Linked DNA regions of Mus musculus: region 1 is linked to region 2. The links are chromatin contacts, called in public HiChIP or PLAC-seq maps. All regions are on one chromosome and are shown on one strand. The core of a region is the stretch at or near the end of the contact, and the rest is flanking DNA. Distances in the headings are between cores, read along the strand shown.

Evidence for each region. HiChIP or PLAC-seq counts read pairs in DNA pulled down with a chosen protein or histone mark.
Region 1: an H3K27ac HiChIP or PLAC-seq map of oligodendrocyte precursor cells shows a contact between it and region 2, with 10 times the contacts expected there. The contact joins two enhancer-like sites. A contact is called at or near these places in 1 of 484 Hi-C or Micro-C datasets (bone marrow-derived macrophages), 5 of 115 datasets of contacts at active chromatin or transcription factors (embryonic basal ganglia, embryonic stem cells, oligodendrocyte precursor cells and 1 more) and 1 of 9 other capture datasets (embryonic stem cells).

What each region holds. Positions count from the first base shown.
Region 1 is chr14:25,628,019-25,631,456 of GRCm38.p6, reverse strand. All of the region lies in intron 6 of Zmiz1 (zinc finger, MIZ-type containing 1), which reads right to left. Among named protein-coding and RNA genes, the nearest start is that of Gm45915, 26 kb to the right of the region's middle. Within about 2 kb of position 1,401, at least 53 of the 459 cell types and tissues checked have an H3K27ac peak or open chromatin away from gene starts, as enhancers often do. A contact at or near this core is called in oligodendrocyte precursor cells, where this site is marked.
Region 2 is chr14:24,958,909-24,962,487 of GRCm38.p6, reverse strand. Gm32068 (a long non-coding RNA gene) reads right to left here. Exons shown (of 5, transcript XR_383267.2): 3 at 156-252. Among named protein-coding and RNA genes, the nearest start is that of Gm32068, 10 kb to the right of the region's middle. Within about 2 kb of position 2,292, at least 76 of the 459 cell types and tissues checked have an H3K27ac peak or open chromatin away from gene starts, as enhancers often do. A contact at or near this core is called in oligodendrocyte precursor cells, where this site is marked.

The DNA of each region.
Region 1 (3,438 bases), core at 152-2,651, 670 kb before region 2:
GACTACTGAAAACTAAAGCATACAGGAAAGACACACGGACTGGTGACTGACTGGGTCCCAGGAAGTGGGTCTGAGGGGATATAGAAGAGCCAGGTTCCCCACATCTACCTCTTCAAGATCTTTCTAGCAACTACTCTCACAAACAGGTACTATCACAATGTCCTTTAGGGCAAGGAGGGGAACAACGGGAGAGGCCCCGAAGACTGGAATGCAGAGCCCTAGGCACCGAGCTCGTGACCGACCCTAGGTGTGCCTCCCCTAGGGGCAGGGACAGGCCCTGAATCTGCTTCTTTTTCTGCACCTCCCAGAGGAGATCAGAGGAGGCAGAAGCAGCAAGGCTCTAATTTGGGGAACCACCTGGACACCTGGCGTTGTTCGGAACTTCAGAGATCAGCTTTTGGGGGCCAATGAGGATAGGATCCAGTTGGGGTACAGGGGAACAGAGGCTGGATCTCAGCATCTAAGACAGTGAGTACACAGGGTCATAGGAAAGGTTGAACCTCACTAGTCTGGGTTGGGCTTGAGCTTGAAAAGGAGCAAATAAACCAGAGGGAGCCAGATCTCTGGGCAGCTTGGCAAGGTTTAGATACAGGCCCAGGCTGCTCAGTGCTTTAAGATCCAGGAACTGGGAAGGACCAGATGCAGGGAGGAGCCTGAGGAGCAGTCTGGAGAGCAGGGAGGTAAGAGACAAACAGAGGCTTTGTCCACCCTGCTGCCAGCAGGGAATGCACAGTGAGACAAGGAGACTCTGAGGAGCACAAAACATTTCCATGGCTAGAAGGCACCAGGGGAGAAGGTTGTGTGTGTGGAGGGGGCAGTAGAGATAGGAGGGGTGGCTTCTGAGTCCCTCAGGCCACCAAGGATGGACTCTGAAGTAGCCAGGAAGAGACCGTCAAGAGACAAGGGATTCCTCCTTCACACATCCTAGGAAGGAAAGAATGCAAGGAAGGGCCATTCCTCCAATAAATAGCTCAGTCACGCATTTCAGGTGCACAGGGGACGATGACACAGCAGCAGGATGAGTTAGGCACTTCCTGGTGAGTCAGAAAGCTACCAACATGGCCACTCTAGTCCCCCGAGCACACCTACCTATCTCAAGAATATGTACCAACATGGTGTGTTGATCGTCTCAGCAGCCTGCTCTCCTTACACCTTCTCTACTACAAGCTCTGCAATGCATCAGAGCAGGCCCACCCATCATGTGCCTGTCTCCCAACGTGTCTGTCACCAACCCACCCTGCTTTGGATAGACAGGATAAGCTGAATGGAAGCAAATGGGGCCAGGAGACAGGCTACCCAGGGGTTAGACATGAGACTGGAGCGGCCCCTTGCATAGTCCTAGCACTTGGCATAGCATTTAGTAAGAACTACGCAGCCAACACATGACTAACAGGTTGCAGTGCGGCACAGACAGAAATAGCTCGGTACATGAGAGTATGGGAGACGGTCAGTCATCAAGCACTCCATCTGAAAGCCAGGCTGTAGAGCTGGTGCAAGGCCCCTCCCGGACTGCAAGCCAGTCTCCATGGCACTGTCACCAGATAAAACCTATCACAGAGTCCACTGACACATTTCATGCCATGCATAGCCACGGACGGCTAATGAGACTTTATAAATATAAGCCTCTTACAGAAACAACAGCGTAGGTGACTTAAGGACAGCTGCCACCTTCATGTCATCTGTCCTGGCACCAGTGCTGATGGTGTCTGTACATCCACTATGTGGTACCCACAGAGGAAAGGCCACCTCTTATCCCTCTAGGTGGGGCCAGATCACACTCTCACCTTCTCCTCTTTCATCTCCCAAGCACAAAGTCTTGGTCCCAAAACCAGGTGGCTGGGAGTCTCTAGCCTGGGCTGGCCACTCTAGAACGTATCAGGGATTCACAGGCCTCGGCTCACCCCTTCATTCTGCGTGTGAAATGGTGAGACAGCAAAACTCCTCTTGTTTACAGACAAGGATCTGAGGATTCTCGAGGCAATAGACCAGGCTTAACTGTGGAAGCTCACAGGAGAAGCATCAGGCTTCCTCCCTCCTGAGGTCAACATTAAACAAATTCAGATTCTGGCAAGTGGAGTATCCTGCAGGATAAATTCACTGGTTTTCCCTGTTGCCTTCCTCTGAAGGCCTTCCAAGGCTGAGACATCTGACAAACAGAAAACGAACCTGGTCCCTTGTGGGTCTGTCTTTCCCACACTCTAGGAGAATCACATAAACATACACAGATGCTCAAAGCTGTCCACTTGGCACCTTTATGTTTGATACTCCCTGGGGTGGGCAGTGCCATCTCTGGCACCCAACAGTGGCCACATCCAGTGCTTCTCTACAAGGCTGACCTCCGACCCACGTTTCACCTTGATCTCTACCTACTCCCGCCTCATCTCTTGTGCCAGCCTATTGAGGCTCACCCTCTGTAGGGGCACTGAGCACAGGGCCTGTCCACACAGACCATCTCTGAAAGGCTCTTGGCATTTACCCTATTGTGCCCTGAAGGGCGTGGGAGGGCACCAGGAGCCAGGCCTCCTGCTCTCATGGCATGGCTCCCTTGTAAGAGTCAGTAGGTTGGACTTGTGTCCTGAGGAACTGAAATGTCTGCAGAGCTGTCTCTTGGCTTCCTTCCTGCTGGCCTCTGTAGGGGGGCCCCAGCAATGGAGGAATGGTCCCACTCTCTGCCTTGGGAGGAACCCACAAAGGAACCCCGTGACCATGAAGGAGATTCTAGTCTTGGGCTGGGGCAGGTAGCTCTGAGTCACTGATCCGGTAAAGCAGCCTTAGGCTCTGCAGGCACATTTGTCTACAGGAAGGGTGGCCATTCTGACCCTACTCACCCTGCTGCAGTGGATGGGGAAGATCTGCCAGCCACCACGCTTCCTTCCCCCACCCCCTCCCCAGCTACTTCACACTCTCAGTTTGACTCCCATGCCTTGAGGTCTGCCCAAGAGCTATACTGTATTGGAGGAAGGGGGCAAGGGGTGTGGGTGGATTCAGAAGATCAGGACAATGACCCTGCCACTGGTACCTAGGACTTCCCTTTTATGTCCCTCATCTGGGACATCAAACCCATCACTAGGAGACACTGAAGTACCATCCTAGTTTCTCATCTGAGCTGAGCTCAATACCTGTGTGGCCAAGAGTGGCTTTTGTCCCTTTCTAAGTTCAGGAGGGTGTGTGGGTAGGTGGGAAGAACTTGGCAGCCTTAGCAACAGGGGGTCAGGACTTCTTGGTGGTCACAGGGAGCTGGACTTTGGTGGTGCTGACAAAAGCCCCTGGTTTTCTGTGGAGGAAGTACTCCTGAGGAATTGCCACACTCTTGCCAGGCCTTTCTCAGTAAGGTGTTGGCCTAAGCTTCTGGTTTTCCCAGATCACTCTCACCTTCTGTTCCCTGCTTTGCCAGCCCCGGCACTGTGTGGTGTGAGAGGCAAGATGGCAGAAGCTGCC
Region 2 (3,579 bases), core at 1,043-3,542:
GCTTTCTCTAGACAAGGTGAGGACAGCCTCTGTGAACGTGGTACCCGTGGAGCAGGCAGTCATGGTCCTGGCTGCTGGTGTGTAGGACAGGTGATCCATGTCTCAATTTAGTCACTAAAACTGTCCTCAGCAAATCAGGACACTTGGATACTCACCCGTGGCCAGCTTGGGTAGCCCTGGTCTCATGACTCCAGCTCTTTAAACCTGCCCACTTGCTAGGGCTGGTACCACTTCAGGACAACCCAAAGGCTCCTGTGGACAAGCCAAAACAAAGGAGACCTTGGCCGAGACTGGAACAATGTCACTTCTTCCCACTGGCCAGACATCTTCAGCCTCAAATCTCACCTCATTGCTTTAGAGCAAGCCTCACTCCAGGCTGCTCCATTTTTTTCTGGATCTTGACTTAGGTATGTTGCCCATTGTCCAAAACAAGCTACAAAGCTGAGCCCCAGGTTAAGAGGTATGGAAACTATTCCGCTCCACATGGGCCATGGCAGGGCCATGGAAATGGAGAGGAATGGTATTTGGGGCCAGTCATTCCAATGCAACCCACAGGCTCACCCCAAGCTCCCTCTGCATGGAAAGATGCTGGACTCTATCCACGGGTGATGTAAACTTCCTGTCTCCTGACTCTTCCCAGGGAAACCTGGTCCTGGGACCTGACCCTGGCTCAGCTTCCCCATCCAGCTCCTTCAGCACACATGTTCTCAAACTCTCCCTATCCCTCGCTCCTCCTCTTTCTCCTCCTCTCCCTCCTTCCCTTCCTCTTCCTGTCCCTCCACCCAGCAGAAGCATCTGGAAAGGGAGGGATGATCTTGCATCTGCCTCTTCACTAGACTACCCTGTTGCCAAGGACATCTCCACATAGCAGGCTCTGCCTCCCTCTTGCCTGGCAGAGTCTGCTGATCCTGGTTCACTATCTAGCATCGTGCCTGTCACCCTCGAACCCTGTACTCTGGCTGCAGTTCCCAAGCATCTATAACCCATATGTCAGCTGAGGCCTTTGGGCCCTAACTATTTGGGCAGGCATGGCTTCAACCTCTAATTCCAAGCTCTGAAAAAGGCAACAGATTCCTGCCCCTAACTACCTCCGACTCCTGGAAGGATCTTGGACACCTTTCTAGACCAAGCCTGTGTCCCAAGAGCTCACTGTCTACTGGTATATAATAAATGTCAGAATTATATTGAGGCCATCAAGGCAAGGACGACCAACAACATTACGAAACTCAAAGCCTCACAGCCCACAAGATACCTCTCTGGCTCTGTTTTCTCATCCCTCCCTCCCCTCCTTCCTGGCTCCCTCCCACAAGACCCACCCTGCAACTCCTATTGGGTCCATCTGCTGCCTCTTGAACCAACGTGAATCTCTGCTTCAGACTCTGGAGGAATTGAGGGAAATGATTTCCTCATCTCATTCCACATCAATTACTTCTGACCATGCCTTAGGTCCCAGGGCCATGTCTGTCCCCAGCCACCCAGCAAGCTTCTGGGCTCTGGTCCCAGTCAAATGTAGGAAAGCAAAAACCATGAGCAGACCTTCAAGGGAAAGAATTATAAAAGAGTCTCATCTCTTTAAAGACTACGCAGCTGACTCACACTGCATCCTGAAGTTTATAGCACTGTCTCCACAACACACGGTGGGGGCTGGGGTTGTAGCTGGCTGACACCCGCCAACCTGGCTCCTGAGGCCCACCCACAGTTAGCCCCTAGCCCTGATCCACAGACTTGGAAGCCAGCAGAGTTCACACACTGAAGCCTCTCCGAGCCTGGCTGTCCCTTCAGAAGCTGACCCTGCCTGACAAGTCATGTGTCGTTTTAGAACCCTGCTCCTTATGGGGTAGTCTCCATGGGCTGGGGACATTAAGGAAAATACAAGAAATGGGAACGGAGGAGGATTCTGAATCCTCTGAAACATGCTACCCTAGAGGGAGATACTAGATCCCTATTTGTTGAGCTTAAGAAATGCCAGCTGATTTCAACACACTCCTCAGTAAGTCCCTGATTAAGAAGGCAAGACACTGTCACAGGAGACACATGCCTCATCTCCATGCCAATGCAGTGGGTCTCTGGATAAGCCCAGCTGATGGCACATGTTTCTTTCCCTGGCACAGACAAGCATGGAGAACAGATACTACTAATGCCCACTCCTCGGGCCTCAAAGCAGGCAGGGAGCCTGGTAGCTTCCATAGAAGGGCACAAAGGTTCTGCAGCTGTGCTGAGGTCAGGGACAGAGGCCTGGGCTCAGCAGAGAGAGCCAAGTGCCTGGTCCAACTGCTACCGCTGTGAGTTGGGCTGCATGCCGGAGGCAGACGGTACAGGGCCAGCCAGCCTTTCATCACTGCCTGGGCCAGGCCTGCAGTCTGCAGCGTGCCCTCCCCTCCCCTCTCACCACAGGCTTGCTCTCTCAGCCTCCATCACTGCCTCTTTCTACTCTTTCTTCCTCTGCCTCTCTTATCCTCTCTAGGTCCACCCACTTTTCCTCCTCCTCCCCCCCCCCCCCCACTCTGTCTCTGTCACCTGTTTGCCAGCCTCTTTCTACCTCTGTCTGAGTCAAAGTTCAGGGGAATAGGAGAGAAGGAGGTCGAGTTCTAAAGAAATCCCAACTAAAATCACGCAGAAACCTACTATGGTTTGTGACTCTACCCTCAAGTTTATTTTAATCACGAACACACAGTGCAATGCCATTGAGGGGTGGGCCTTTACAGGGTTTGGTGTTTGTTAGGGAAGACCCTCATGAATGAGACTGTTTCCATTATAAAAGAGGTTTTGGGGAGGGGAAAGGGTTGCCTACCCCTGTCACCAAAGGACATTTGTAGAAGGTACTGTCTGTGATGTTAGAACTGGGTCTTCTGCAGACATGGAGCCCACCCAGGCAGCAGGCTCTGCTTGGTGCCCCTGGGCAAGGAAAACGCTACAGTATCAGGTTCATACTGGCACCCAAATCATCTTTTGGGCTCTGTTTCTGCTTTGACAGGGCTCCAGTGCATACACACAGGTGGATTTGGGGATCTGCTGCATACCCTGATGTTCCCTATGGGCAGGGGCAACCCAAAGAGAGGGCCAGGAGAGGTAGAGGGTGTAGCCAACTGTAATCCCTGGAGGGCAAAGTCAGAGCTTAGCCTGGGATGACTATCAGTCGCTTGTCACTGTAACAAATGACCCTAGACAATCAGTTTAGCAAAGGCAAGGGGTCATTCCAGCTACTGTTTTCACAGTGAGAGTGTGGCAAAGGAAGGTTTTCACCTCGTGGTGGATAGGAAGCAAATGGGCAGTGGGTGATACACACACTCAGTGGTGTAAATTCTTCCCATAAGATTCCACATTTTGAAAACTGTACCACTTCCTAGTAGCACAATAGGATGAGAAATAAGCCTTCTCCACACCTATCTTTGGAGGACAGCCTACATCCAGCCTGGCATTGTTTCAATACAGATGCTTACCCGCCAAGGCTCATGCATGAAGGGCCCGGTGACACCTAGACAACATTGGATGGCTCCTTCTCCCTCAGTGGATGCATCTAAAGCTGCATGGGCCACCAGGAGGTGAGGCCTGATTGGAAGAAACACGCCACTGGAGGCA